Regions from separate parts of the Gossypium hirsutum genome. Here regions 1 and 2 are each linked to region 3. The links are chromatin contacts, called in public Hi-C maps. All regions are on one chromosome and are shown on one strand. Each heading gives the region's core, a stretch centred on a gene start, on an enhancer-like site or on the middle of the called end of the contact. The rest is flanking DNA. Distances are from core to core; before and after follow the strand shown.

Region 1 (3,473 bases), core at 141-2,640, 150 kb after region 3:
TTTATAATTAATTTACTCAAGTAATCTTAAACCCTAATTTATTTGATTTTTCTTTAAAAACCCTTAACACTAAACCCTAATATGATTTTAAAATTTTTTTAATTAATTTACTTAAGTAACCCTAAACCCTAATTTAATTGATTTTTTATTTAAAAACTATAAATACAAAACCCTAATCTAATTTTGAAAAATTTTTAATTAATTTAATTGAGAAACCTTAAACCCTAAACCATAATCCCTTATTTATTTAATTTTTTCTTTAAAATCTTAAACCTAAAAACCCTCAAAACCCTAACCCTAAACCAAAAACCCAAAACCCTAACAACAGGAGACATGGGAAAAACACTTCCTCAAGGAAGCGTTTTTCTGCTTCGTCACCTGACAACGCGTTGACGTGGACGTGTTTTTGGGGAAATAAGACCATTCCGGTAATTAATTTTTTACCTGGCTCATTTCAGTAATTTTTAAAAAAATGGCTTTTATTTGTATATTCCCCTAGATTTTTCCTAAATATTATCACTAAATAATTTTAAATATTATCACTAAATAGTTCAAAATTTTAAAATTAAATTTATACTAGAGATTAAATTTAATCTAATTACAGAGTTGTAATAATAAAAAAAATTATTCAATCTTTATCTAACCACTTTTTTTTAAAAAAACTTCAACCCTTCAATCTTTATCCAGTTATCTTTGTATTTTCAATCTTTCAATCAAGCCCTCCTCTTTACTTTTTGTTCCAATTTATCCCCTTTTTGTAAGAGTTTGAATTCAGTACACCAACTTCATTTCTGATAAGAAAAATCTAAATTTAATAGCATTTTATCCGACAATTAGCCAAGAATAAATATATTAAAAATACGAATTTATCTTGCTATCATGCACTAACACATTAAAAAATATTTATATTAAAAAACACTATTATAAATATAATAAATATTTTATTATATTAAAAAACACAAATAAATATAATAAATGTTTTATTGTATTAAATATAAATTTTAAAATTTTATATTTTGGTTTGAATTATTTAATTAAATAATTTTTCTAAAATTTTGAATAATGAGTTTAATTATTATTAAGTTAGTGATTTAATATAAACTGTATATGCACAAAAAAATTGTTTTATCGCAGCTTTTAGACACTTGTTTGGCTAAAAAAACAAACATTTCGTACAGACAAGCTATATAATTTGGGCCTTCACTTAAAGCCCATTGCGTAAGCCAGCTATAATTTCTGAAGGCGAAATTTAAATGAAACAAAATAAATATAAAAAAGATAAAGAAAAATAAATGCTTTGGGCCCGTGTGAAAAAACTCAAAAATTGAGTCCCCCAACAGTAAAGGCCACGTAACAACAGTTCACACGTGCCAGGCCTTTACTGTCCTTCTTTACTTTTTTATTATTTTCTTCCAGATTCTTTTTCACTCTGGTTGTATGACTCGGAGTCGCAGAGAAAACAAAGCACCAAATTCAGCCAACAATGGTCTCTAAAGGGAGCGACCCTTCCACTAAATCTAAAGTTAGGATTTCTCTCTTTATCCTTTTGATCTTCAATTTTTCCCTTTTGATTTCTTCTTTTTGTATTCAATCTTCATTACTGATCATAAAAAAATTAGTTATCAGTCGCTTAAATTCACTGTATCATTTAAACATAAAATTTAAAATGATTTTTCAAAATATTATTTTGATTTTTAGTTTGTAATTGATCACGTAGACTTGAAATTCCACTGAATATTATTCGCCAATGGTTTTGTGTGGAGGCTGAGGTTTCTCTCAATTCCATCGCCGTTCACTGCAGCTTATACTCTGTTTGGCTGCTAATGAATTATAAAGAAACAGAAAACGGAAAGGAAAAAAAAATGGAATTGAGTTTCCTTTTTTCTTTTTAAAAAAAATCCGTTTTAGCTTAATTATCAATGTTTTGATGTTATTGCTATTATTTGTTGATATGGCAGAAATCACTTGAAGAGTGCTCTAGTGGTGGAGTAGGAAACTTGACACATAAGTTAAATCAGCTTAAAAGGCAAATTCAAGCGGAGAGAATTGCTTCGATTAAGGTGGATTAGTTATGTTCGTCACTTATGAATTTCACTTTTTAAATTATTGCTACATTATTTATTTGTCCTTGAATTTCACTAGCGTCGTCAATTCAGTGTGAATTTGATAAGCAACTATTACTGTTGTATTCGGCTTGTCTAAATTGAATTGATTTGCGCTCCAACCTGCTAGAGATGCAAATAAATTATATTTATATTGGGTGGTGTGCACAGGAAAAAGTCGAGAAGAACAGAAAGAAGCTCGAGAGTCATATTTCAGAGATTTTGTCAGCTACATCAAGTAGAAACGTTCTGTGTGTGGAGGAGAATGGATTTGGTAAAATGCTTTCTTCAAGAATCCAAATTCCTCTATTTAAGTATGCTGGATTTGTGCAAGGGTCGGGAGATAGAGACTATTCTAATGGTCACGAAGTTGTATCTTCAACAAGTGTCAAGCTTCCGTACGTTGAAAAGTTGCCACCATATACGACATGGATTTTTCTGGACAAGTAAGTTGGATTAATTTATTAGTTTGCCTAATTTTGAGTATTCTATTCTGTCTGTTTAGGTACACAATACTTCTGCTTTGAATCAGTATGCCACTAGAGACTTAAGCCATTAAGTCATGGGTTAGCTGTGCTACTTAAGTCATCTCCAGTGAGGGTTATAATTTTGGGGGGATTTCCTGAAAGGGCTTGATAACATGTTGAACACCAATATTAAGCCATTTGGAAAAACTAGCTATTTTATTAAGCCCTCAAGGTTTTGTTACTGATATTTAGTTCGAAGTTGGAGATTTCAGCAGCACAAGCATCCACACATGAACCTACCATCTTTCCTCGGCTCATCTTGTTTCCAATGAGGTTTTATTTTTGCTTGTCTTATCTTAAATATGCATCATTCAGCACAGAAATCAGAGAATGGCTGAAGACCAATCTGTTGTGGGGAGGAGACGTATATACTATGACCAACATGGCAGTGAAGCTTTAATCTGTAGTGACAGTGAGGAAGATATTGCGGAGCCTGAGGAAGAAAAACATGAATTTTCTGAGGTTGAAGACCGCATTTTGTGGTAAGTGAAACCAGATGCAACCTCCGTTAGTCAATAAAGAGGAGTTATTCATTTCTTTTAAAGAGAAACATCATATACATATACACATACATATATATGATTCTCTTGGGGAAAAAAGGAAGTGCATAGTTGCACCCGGACAGCTGAACTTCCTGTGCCTTCTTATTATTATACCGGTCAGAAGTTAACATCATCTACAGAAATGCAAGTGGTAGACATTGTTGATAATCTTTCTGCAATGTGGCATAGGACCTGTAACTGATTTAGTGCATGGTGAGATGGGGTTAGACTGTTGTAAAACCAATATGGCAAAAGTGTGCAGGTTCTGCTGCTGTTTTCTTTTTATACTATTAAACTCTTCA
Region 2 (3,912 bases), core at 878-3,377, 200 kb after region 3:
AGCCATCTCAGGGGGGAGGGAAATTTTTTTAACAAATTAAATGAAAATTTAGAGATTTTAATTTCCTTCAATAATCACAGAAACTAAACTAGTAACTACAACTTAGCTTTAAACGATCACATTGATGAACAAAGAGGTAGTCCTTGAGAAAACATAGAACCAGTAAAGGAAAACGACCGAGAACGAGTGAAGAATATGGATCCGATGCATAGGGATAGCGAAACTCATTGAACACCCAAGATCATTAGAACGGCTTTTTTTTTACACCGACACTTACCCCAATTCACAGATCGGACATTAACAAAGACGAAACCCTAAAACCAAATCCCCAAATTAAAGAGAGAGAGAGAGAGAGAGAGAGAGAGAGAGAGAGAGAGAGAGAGAGAGAGAGAGAGAGAGAGAGAGAGAGAGAGGAGATTTTGAAAGAATACTTGGCTGATTAACTAACAAGAAACAGAGAGCAATTAAAGGCGAAGCTGAGGAAGGTTTTAAAATGAAGAAGAAAGGGTTGTTTTATAGGCAAAAGAGGGGTAGTTGTTAGATTAGGTTAGTGGCAAAAATAATAATAATAATGGAGGTGGAGGGGTATTTAAGGTATTTTACTTGGTTATTTTATTGGAAAATGGAAAGTTCTGGTTGTCACCGCTGGCGTGCGAAGTGTGGGTACAACTACGATTCCAACTCCGTCTTTGGAGTTGTTTAATGTTTTTGACCTTTTTGACAATGATTACTCGAAAATTATATTGATTATTGATTAATTACATATTATTATTCTTAATTCAAAATAAACATTGAAGATAATAAAAACAAATATGTAATTAATAGGGTAAAGTTGGATTTCAAATTTCAAATCTCCCAATACCCACAAATACAATTTGTAATATATGGTAATAAATTAGAATTAAGTGCATCTTTATTTAAATCACATCTCTCAATTATAAATGTTATATTTATTATTAAAATTATTAATATAACTATTAAATAACCCATCAAATATTTAAAATAAAAAATAAAACCTAACTTTTAAAATTTAAAACTAAAATTAAAAAAAAACCCTTTAATTTAAAAAATAGTGAAAGATTATAATATTATTATAAACTTAAATATTTTAGTCACTTATGTTTGAAATGTTATGTTTTAGTTATTTATGTTAACCTGTTGTAACATTTTAGTTCACTCACTTCTTAACTGTTATTAACGGTGTAACAGTACGCTGACATGGCACGTTAAATCATCATTTCAAACAAAAATTTTAGGTTAAATTATACAATTGGTCCTCATATTTTTTTATTTTGAGCAATTTAAATTTTTTTCTTTTATATTCTTTTAAATTTCCTTTTTTTTTCATTCTCTTATGCTTCTCTCTCTATTTTCCTCCCTTCTCCATATCTTTTAATGTAGTTTTTTTATATTTTTCATTTGTTAAAACGAAAGGGGAAGAAGAAAAGGAAAACAAAGAAATAAAAAGAAAAAACTAATATTGTTCAAAAAAATAAAAAACTAATATTGTTCAAAAAATTAAAAGTATAGAGACAAGTTTTAACAAATAGAAAACATGAAAAATTATGTTAAAAGAGATAGAGAAGGGAGAAAAACAAAGGTTGAAGCAAAAGAGAATGGAAAATAAAGAAAAAAAAGAAAAGTTAAAAGAATATAAAAGAAAAAAAATTAAATTGCTTAAAATAAAAAAAATATGGGAATCAATTGTAGAATTTAACCTAAATTTTTGAAGGGAATTAACGGCTTAGTGACTAAAACATAGCATTTCAAACATAAGTGACTAAAATGTAATCTGAGGTAAATAAAAGTGACTATTTTGATAGTTTAACCAAAATAAATGGACTGAAGGGAATGATAAAAATTGATAAGGATAAAAAAAACAAGGCAAAAAAAAAAAGAAAACCAATGTCAAGGATGTGAAAAGCCATGTACGTTGGTTTCATGCAAAATTCAGCCTTTAAATTAAAATATAAGGACCTAAATATAAAATTTATGAGGACTAATATCAGAATTCGACCTATTTATTTCTATTTGCGAATGCAAACAAATAAATTGCATATTGGCGCTAAACAAATAAAACTTTTACACAATGAATAGGTGTTTTTGTAATTTGGGACTTTTTGGGTCCTTTTCGACAAATTAACTGCCTTCGAATTGCGTCGCATCTAAGGAAAGACGGTGCACCAAAATAACCGTGCAGCCAAGCTGGTTTGTTCAACGCCAAGTCGTTCATTTTCATTGCCTGTGAAAAATTTCACTCGTTTCCCGATCTAAAACCAAAATCTCCCTCATTGTGATTCGCGGTGAACAAATCATTAGTAGAAAGAGCAGAAAATGGGGACGGAAGATGTTCCTTTGGACGACAAGGCGAAGAGAATGAGAGATCTGCTGTCGAGCTTCTACTCTCCAGATCCTTCTTCGACAAACGACGCTTCTTCAAACCACGGCAGCTTAGACGCTATCGACACCACTTCTTTCGATGCCGATCAGTACATGAACCTCCTGGTACGTTCCAAATAGTTTTGATCTGAATTACGGATTGAAATCTTACTGAATTCTAGTGCTAGATTTTTTATAGAAATCAATTGTTCGGAATGGAATTCGTCGTTTGGATTAGATTATTCATGTTTTTGGTTGGATTTATAGTTGATTTGGAGGGTTTGATACCTTAAAACATGGATTGGATTGAAATGTATAGAAACGGAAGTCGAATTTGGAAGCGCTTCTTCAGAGGCATGTTGAAATGGCAGCTGAAATTAAGAATATCGATACCGACTTGCAAATGCTGGTTTACGAGAATTACAACAAGTTCATCAGTGCCACGGATGCAATTAAACGGTAACTTGTTTCAATTCTTAAAATCAATGTTAACATCCGCCACTACTAGTAGAATCGTAATTTGGGAAAAACTATACGGCTTGTCAACATTATATCTGTCCGTAGAGATTTTGTTATTTCCTTTTGATTCTGCAAGATTTTTGATGTGGTAGCAACTGTTGTTTGTTCGATCAAGTTATCTGGACTTCTGAAGTTCGTTCACAACCACTGTTTCTTGTACTGGAATTTTGATTTTAACAGGATGAAAAGTAATATTGTAGGCATGGAAACAAATATGGATCATCTGCTTGACAAGGTGTGTTGGAATATTCTTCATGTTAGTTCTAGTTGAATTTTTTGAATAATGTATTAACAAAGGAGGAAAAGTGAATTACTCAAAGCTGAATTGTTTTCCTTTACATTTTTATAATTGCAGATAATGTCAGTGCAATCTAAAAGTGATGGGGTCAACACTTCTCTTTTTGAAAAGAGAGAACATATAGAGAAGTTGCACCGGACACGTAATCTTCTGCGTAAAGTTCAGGTATTAAAGACTGCTAAATCTACATGGAGGCTAGTGAATAATGTAACAGCAGCCCTAAGGTCGAACTGAAAACATGTTAACTGGATGTAGCAATTGTGAGTAATGCAATGTTTTATTGAAGTAGATCATAATGCCCATGACAAAATAATGGTTTTAGGTTTTAGAGCTTAGCATTAGAAGTTATTAAAGAAAAATTTTCACTTTAGGATAAATTAAAAAATTACTTCCTCTTTATACATGCAATTGCTAGTTACTCAAACATTGTCTCATTTGGAGAACAGTTCATTTATGATCTGCCCGTTAGACTTGAAAAGTGCATCAAGTCAGAAGCATATGCTGATGCTGTCAAGTTCTACACTGGAGCAATGCCAATTTTTAAGGTCATTGTTTCTTATCTTGTTCGTTTTCTTCTATTTTTTAATTTTAACACTTCGTTTTCTGCATAATTTTGCTTTTATGTCAAAATTTTCTGTTCAAAAGATTTAACACACACCATTGTTTTCTTACCAGGCTTATGGAGATTCGTCATTTCAGGACTGTAAACAAGCATC
Region 3 (3,821 bases), core at 527-3,026:
AGCACGGGCGGAGGAGGCAGAAGCGGCAGAAGCGGCGGCGGTGGTGTGTTTCGTAGCATTGGAAGACGAAGGAGGGGGTTTGGAAAGGGAGAATTTTTGGGGGTGAGGTTGGTTACGGTTGTTGTTATGGTGGTGATTACGGTGGTTTTTGAAGTGGTTTTGTGGGTACTGATGGTTCTGATAAGGCTTTGTTGTAGCTGTGATCGAACAATGCGGCGGCGTTGACGCCATTTTCAACAACACCCTAAAAAAACAGAGGATGATGGCGGCGGCGGCAGCAAACACTATATAGGGATCAACAAAGTGATGCTAAATAGGGCTTTTGTAGGGTTTGTAAAGATGGGTAACAGTGGATTGAAACTGAGATGCCATTAGTGAAGAGACGACGGTGAAATGAAGAAAAGAAAGGGTCGGGGCTTCTTTTTTCTCTCTCTAAAATCTGAAGGGATAAGACACAGAGAAATTGAGCTGAGTTACTTTGTTCAGACATTGATATGTACGACCCACTCGTGTCAACTACTGTTTGTCTAGCACTCAATGCTTTCCACACACGTGGCAAGTGTAAAAATACACCCCCTGGTAAGTTTATAATTTGATGCATAAAGTTTTCAAGGTTTAATTCTACCCAGATCCTGAACTCTTCTAACTTTTGAAATTTAGTCCCTGTACTAAGGCTTGATATAAAAACTAAAATTGGTAAAAGTACCATGGAGGCCCTTGTACTAGAATTCAGATTGCATTTTACCCCATCTACTAAAAAAATAGGCAAATTAGTCTTTATATGTTAGATCAAAAAGCAAACTGGTTTTTCTGTTAAAAGTTTCATCCATTTCTAGTGTTAAAAATAGGTCTCTGTATGTTAGAATAAGGTACACACAACATGTCGCGTGTAACTGTCTAATGATTCCGTCAATCACACCAATTTTTAACAATATAAATGGATTAAATTTTTAACAGAAATGACTAATTTGCTCTTTGATCTAACGTACAAGGTCTAGTTTACCCAATTTTTTTAGTAAAGGGAGCAAAATACAATTTAATTCCTAATACAAGAGCCTCTATGATACTTATACCACTTAATTTCAATTTATTGCATATGTTCAAATTTAAAGGATTTCAGTTAATAGTGTTATCAGTTGGACTTTAGTTTTCAAATTAAACAAGTAGAGTGACTAAACTCTTGAAATTAAAAGCAAAGAAAATCATTTTCAAAATTTTTAAGAGTATAGGGAGTAAAGATAGAAATATACCAATTTTAAATTCAAAAATTCTAATGAATTGTTATTAGACAAGGGTATATTATCAATAAGTACTATTTCATATATATTTTTATACTTTAAATAAAAATACATATTTTTATCAATTTTGCAATTTCTTAGTTTTAAGTTTGATAAAGATAATTTTTATAATAAGAGTTTTACAAAACACTTGAAAGTTGTACCGTTATTTAAAAAAAACTAATTAGATATTTTTATTTATTTTAATTTGATCTATTTATCATATTTTGATCCTTGTATTTTTATGAAAAATTAATCCTTTTATTTTACTTATTTTTTGTATATAAATAGCTGAACTACTAATTTCCATATTAATAATTCAACTGTAAGGTTTTGTAATGTTACTAAATTATACTAGCCTTTCAATTTCACAAATTACGTTGATAAATTCAAGTAAAGGGACTAATTTCTTAATTTGTATAAAATTAGAGGGATGAAATTAATAATTAAACATTTAGAAAACATGGCAATTGAGCGAATATTAGCAACGAACTTCCTGTTGTTAAGTGCGACTTTGTTTCATTGGTCAGCTAACGACTGTAATCCCTCCAAAAAAAAGGTTACTATAAACAAAGCAATAAAAACGGAAGCACCTGCTTCTATAACGACTTTTCTACCTCGACAATGGTGGTTCGGTTCCTCCTACTAGCATTCTTGGTCTTTGGGTTCGGTTTAACTAGACGGGTCAACTCGCACGAGGAATCGGGAGAACGGAGTTGCGTGTCAAACTCGGAGGAGATGCACATCCAGGCGGATTTCAAACCCGGAATCATCACCCTCGACGGCTGCGCCAATGATTGGGAAGACATTGATGGGTCCGAATTCTCCCTCCGCCCGGCCCTTGATCCAGATGAGGACCATGAGTACAAAGATGGGAAAATGACAGTGAAGGTAACTGCTCTATCAACTAATCATGAATCTCGTAAAACGGATATGAAAGATACCTTAATTTGTGTGTTTTCGTGGGATTGTCTTAGGCTTTACATGATGGAAACAATGTCTTCTTCTTACTCCAAGTTGATGGGAACTATGTCTACTCCAAAGGGTATGCTTCTTTTTTGGCCCTGTTTGAACATTTTGTGATGAACTGAGTGTTACATTTCAATGCAGGGACATCAAAAAATGCCCATCGGTGGCTCTCATGTTCCAAATTGGAGACAATGCTACCTATCATAATGTAAGCAATTCCATCAAACTCATGTTCTATGTTTAATCTTACTTTAAATACTATTTGTTTAGCTTTCTCTTGTTCTATCGTAAGATGGGCGGTTGTAAAGAACAAAAGGGGTCTTGTACCAACAAGACTTGCAAAGGCCATGAAGTCGACCTTATGCATTTCGTTATCGGAAACGCAATACCGGGAAGGCTTTACGGTGGAGGTGATAATAGGTAATGTAGTACGACATAAATTTGTAGTACAAAATAAATTTGTAGTACAAATGTATCTTTTTTAGCCATCATAAAAGTCAATGATGTACGTTAATATACTTTTTTTTATTTGTTGACACAGCTTTGGTCCTTTGGTTGATGCATATGCTTGGAACCCACACTGTAGATACCTTAATGGAATGGGTCCTTCTGGTAAATTAATAAGACCCTCTTATCTTAGTGATATTTTCTTCTTCTTTTTTTCTTTTTTTTTTTTTGAGATGAGAATGATGGGGGCTTGCTTTGAACATGTCAAAACAAAGTGGGATTAGGCACTAAAGAAAAAGTGACTACAGGGATCATCAAGGTGACATTAAATCATCAAAGATGGCACATCAGCAAATATGTTTTTATTTGATTGACCATGCTTTGGGTATTATCCTTAATATGTTTATGGCATTAAATCATCATTCTTCACTGTTAGGAAATCATTCTAGTGGACAGAATAACTGGAAAGGAGCATGGTGGCACAGTAGCTTTGCAGATAAGTCAGGTAACTAAACTATTAGGATTATATTCTAATGGAGTTGAATATCTTAGAAAATTAGTGTATTCGGTACGAAAGGAACGATCTATATAGGTTCTATATGCATGTTTCAATGTCTTCAAAGAATCAAACCTGTTGAGTACTGATCACTGAGGCATGTTTTTGGAGCTTAGACAAGCAATCTCCAGTGCATCAAATCTGCAACAATATAACAAATGAGCTTTCCTTAATGTCAAAAATAACTTTTTTTAGGGGGTTGTCCAGGGATTGAACCCGAAACTGAAGTCAACTGAAGATCTTAACACAAGTCCTTTGGTTTTGTCAACATCATTGTCTGTTGGTCTATCGGTTTTTGGTTTTCTAGCGTCTTAAGACAGTGGAGTTAATACTTCATCTTTCAAAATTTCAACCTTAAACTCGAACACTTTTAATAGGGTTTGTGGAGGAAGACAGTCCTTATTCCAAAGGAGGTGAGAAGGGAACATATTATTTCGAATTCGCCAGGCCTTTGAGAACCATGGATCGTTTACAACAGGTTATATGATCTTCTTCTATAGCTTTGACCTTTTAGTGTATTTGCTTCTAGTTAGTTTTGACAAGTAAAGCAAACAGACATATATACCTACTGC

What was found. Hi-C and Micro-C count contacts between places; a contact is called where the count stands out from the background.
Region 1: a contact with region 3 is called in a Hi-C map of leaf, with 1.7 times the contacts expected there. The contact joins the promoter of LOC107945999 here to the promoter of LOC107946004 in region 3. A contact is called at or near these places in 4 of 34 Hi-C or Micro-C datasets (hypocotyl and leaf).
Region 2: a contact with region 3 is called in a Hi-C map of leaf, with 1.9 times the contacts expected there. The contact joins the promoter of LOC107945993 here to the promoter of LOC107946004 in region 3. A contact is called at or near these places in 2 of 34 Hi-C or Micro-C datasets (both in leaf).

What each region holds. Positions count from the first base shown.
Region 1 is chrD12:43,649,880-43,653,352 of Gossypium_hirsutum_v2.1, forward strand. It overlaps LOC107945999 (histone-lysine N-methyltransferase EZA1), which reads left to right and starts at 1,391. Exons shown (of 17, transcript XM_016880183.2): 1 at 1,391-1,522; 2 at 1,959-2,060; 3 at 2,274-2,548; 4 at 2,950-3,111. The coding sequence starts at 1,484.
Region 2 is chrD12:43,701,815-43,705,726 of Gossypium_hirsutum_v2.1, forward strand. LOC107945993 (vacuolar protein sorting-associated protein 51 homolog) reads left to right here and starts at 2,128. Exons shown (of 20, transcript XM_016880178.2): 1 at 2,128-2,505; 2 at 2,699-2,838; 3 at 3,079-3,133; 4 at 3,254-3,361; 5 at 3,643-3,741; 6 at 3,872-3,912. The coding sequence starts at 2,335. It overlaps LOC107945994 (bZIP transcription factor 53), which reads right to left and starts at 534. Exons shown (of 1, transcript XM_016880179.2): 1 at 1-534. The coding sequence starts at 6.
Region 3 is chrD12:43,500,507-43,504,327 of Gossypium_hirsutum_v2.1, forward strand. LOC107946004 reads left to right here and starts at 1,777. Exons shown (of 8, transcript XM_016880189.2): 1 at 1,777-2,168; 2 at 2,255-2,322; 3 at 2,388-2,454; 4 at 2,539-2,666; 5 at 2,788-2,858; 6 at 2,969-3,012; 7 at 3,130-3,198. The coding sequence starts at 1,902. It overlaps LOC121224135 (pentatricopeptide repeat-containing protein At2g31400, chloroplastic), which reads right to left and starts at 495. Exons shown (of 4, transcript XM_041106820.1): 1 at 1-495. The coding sequence starts at 231.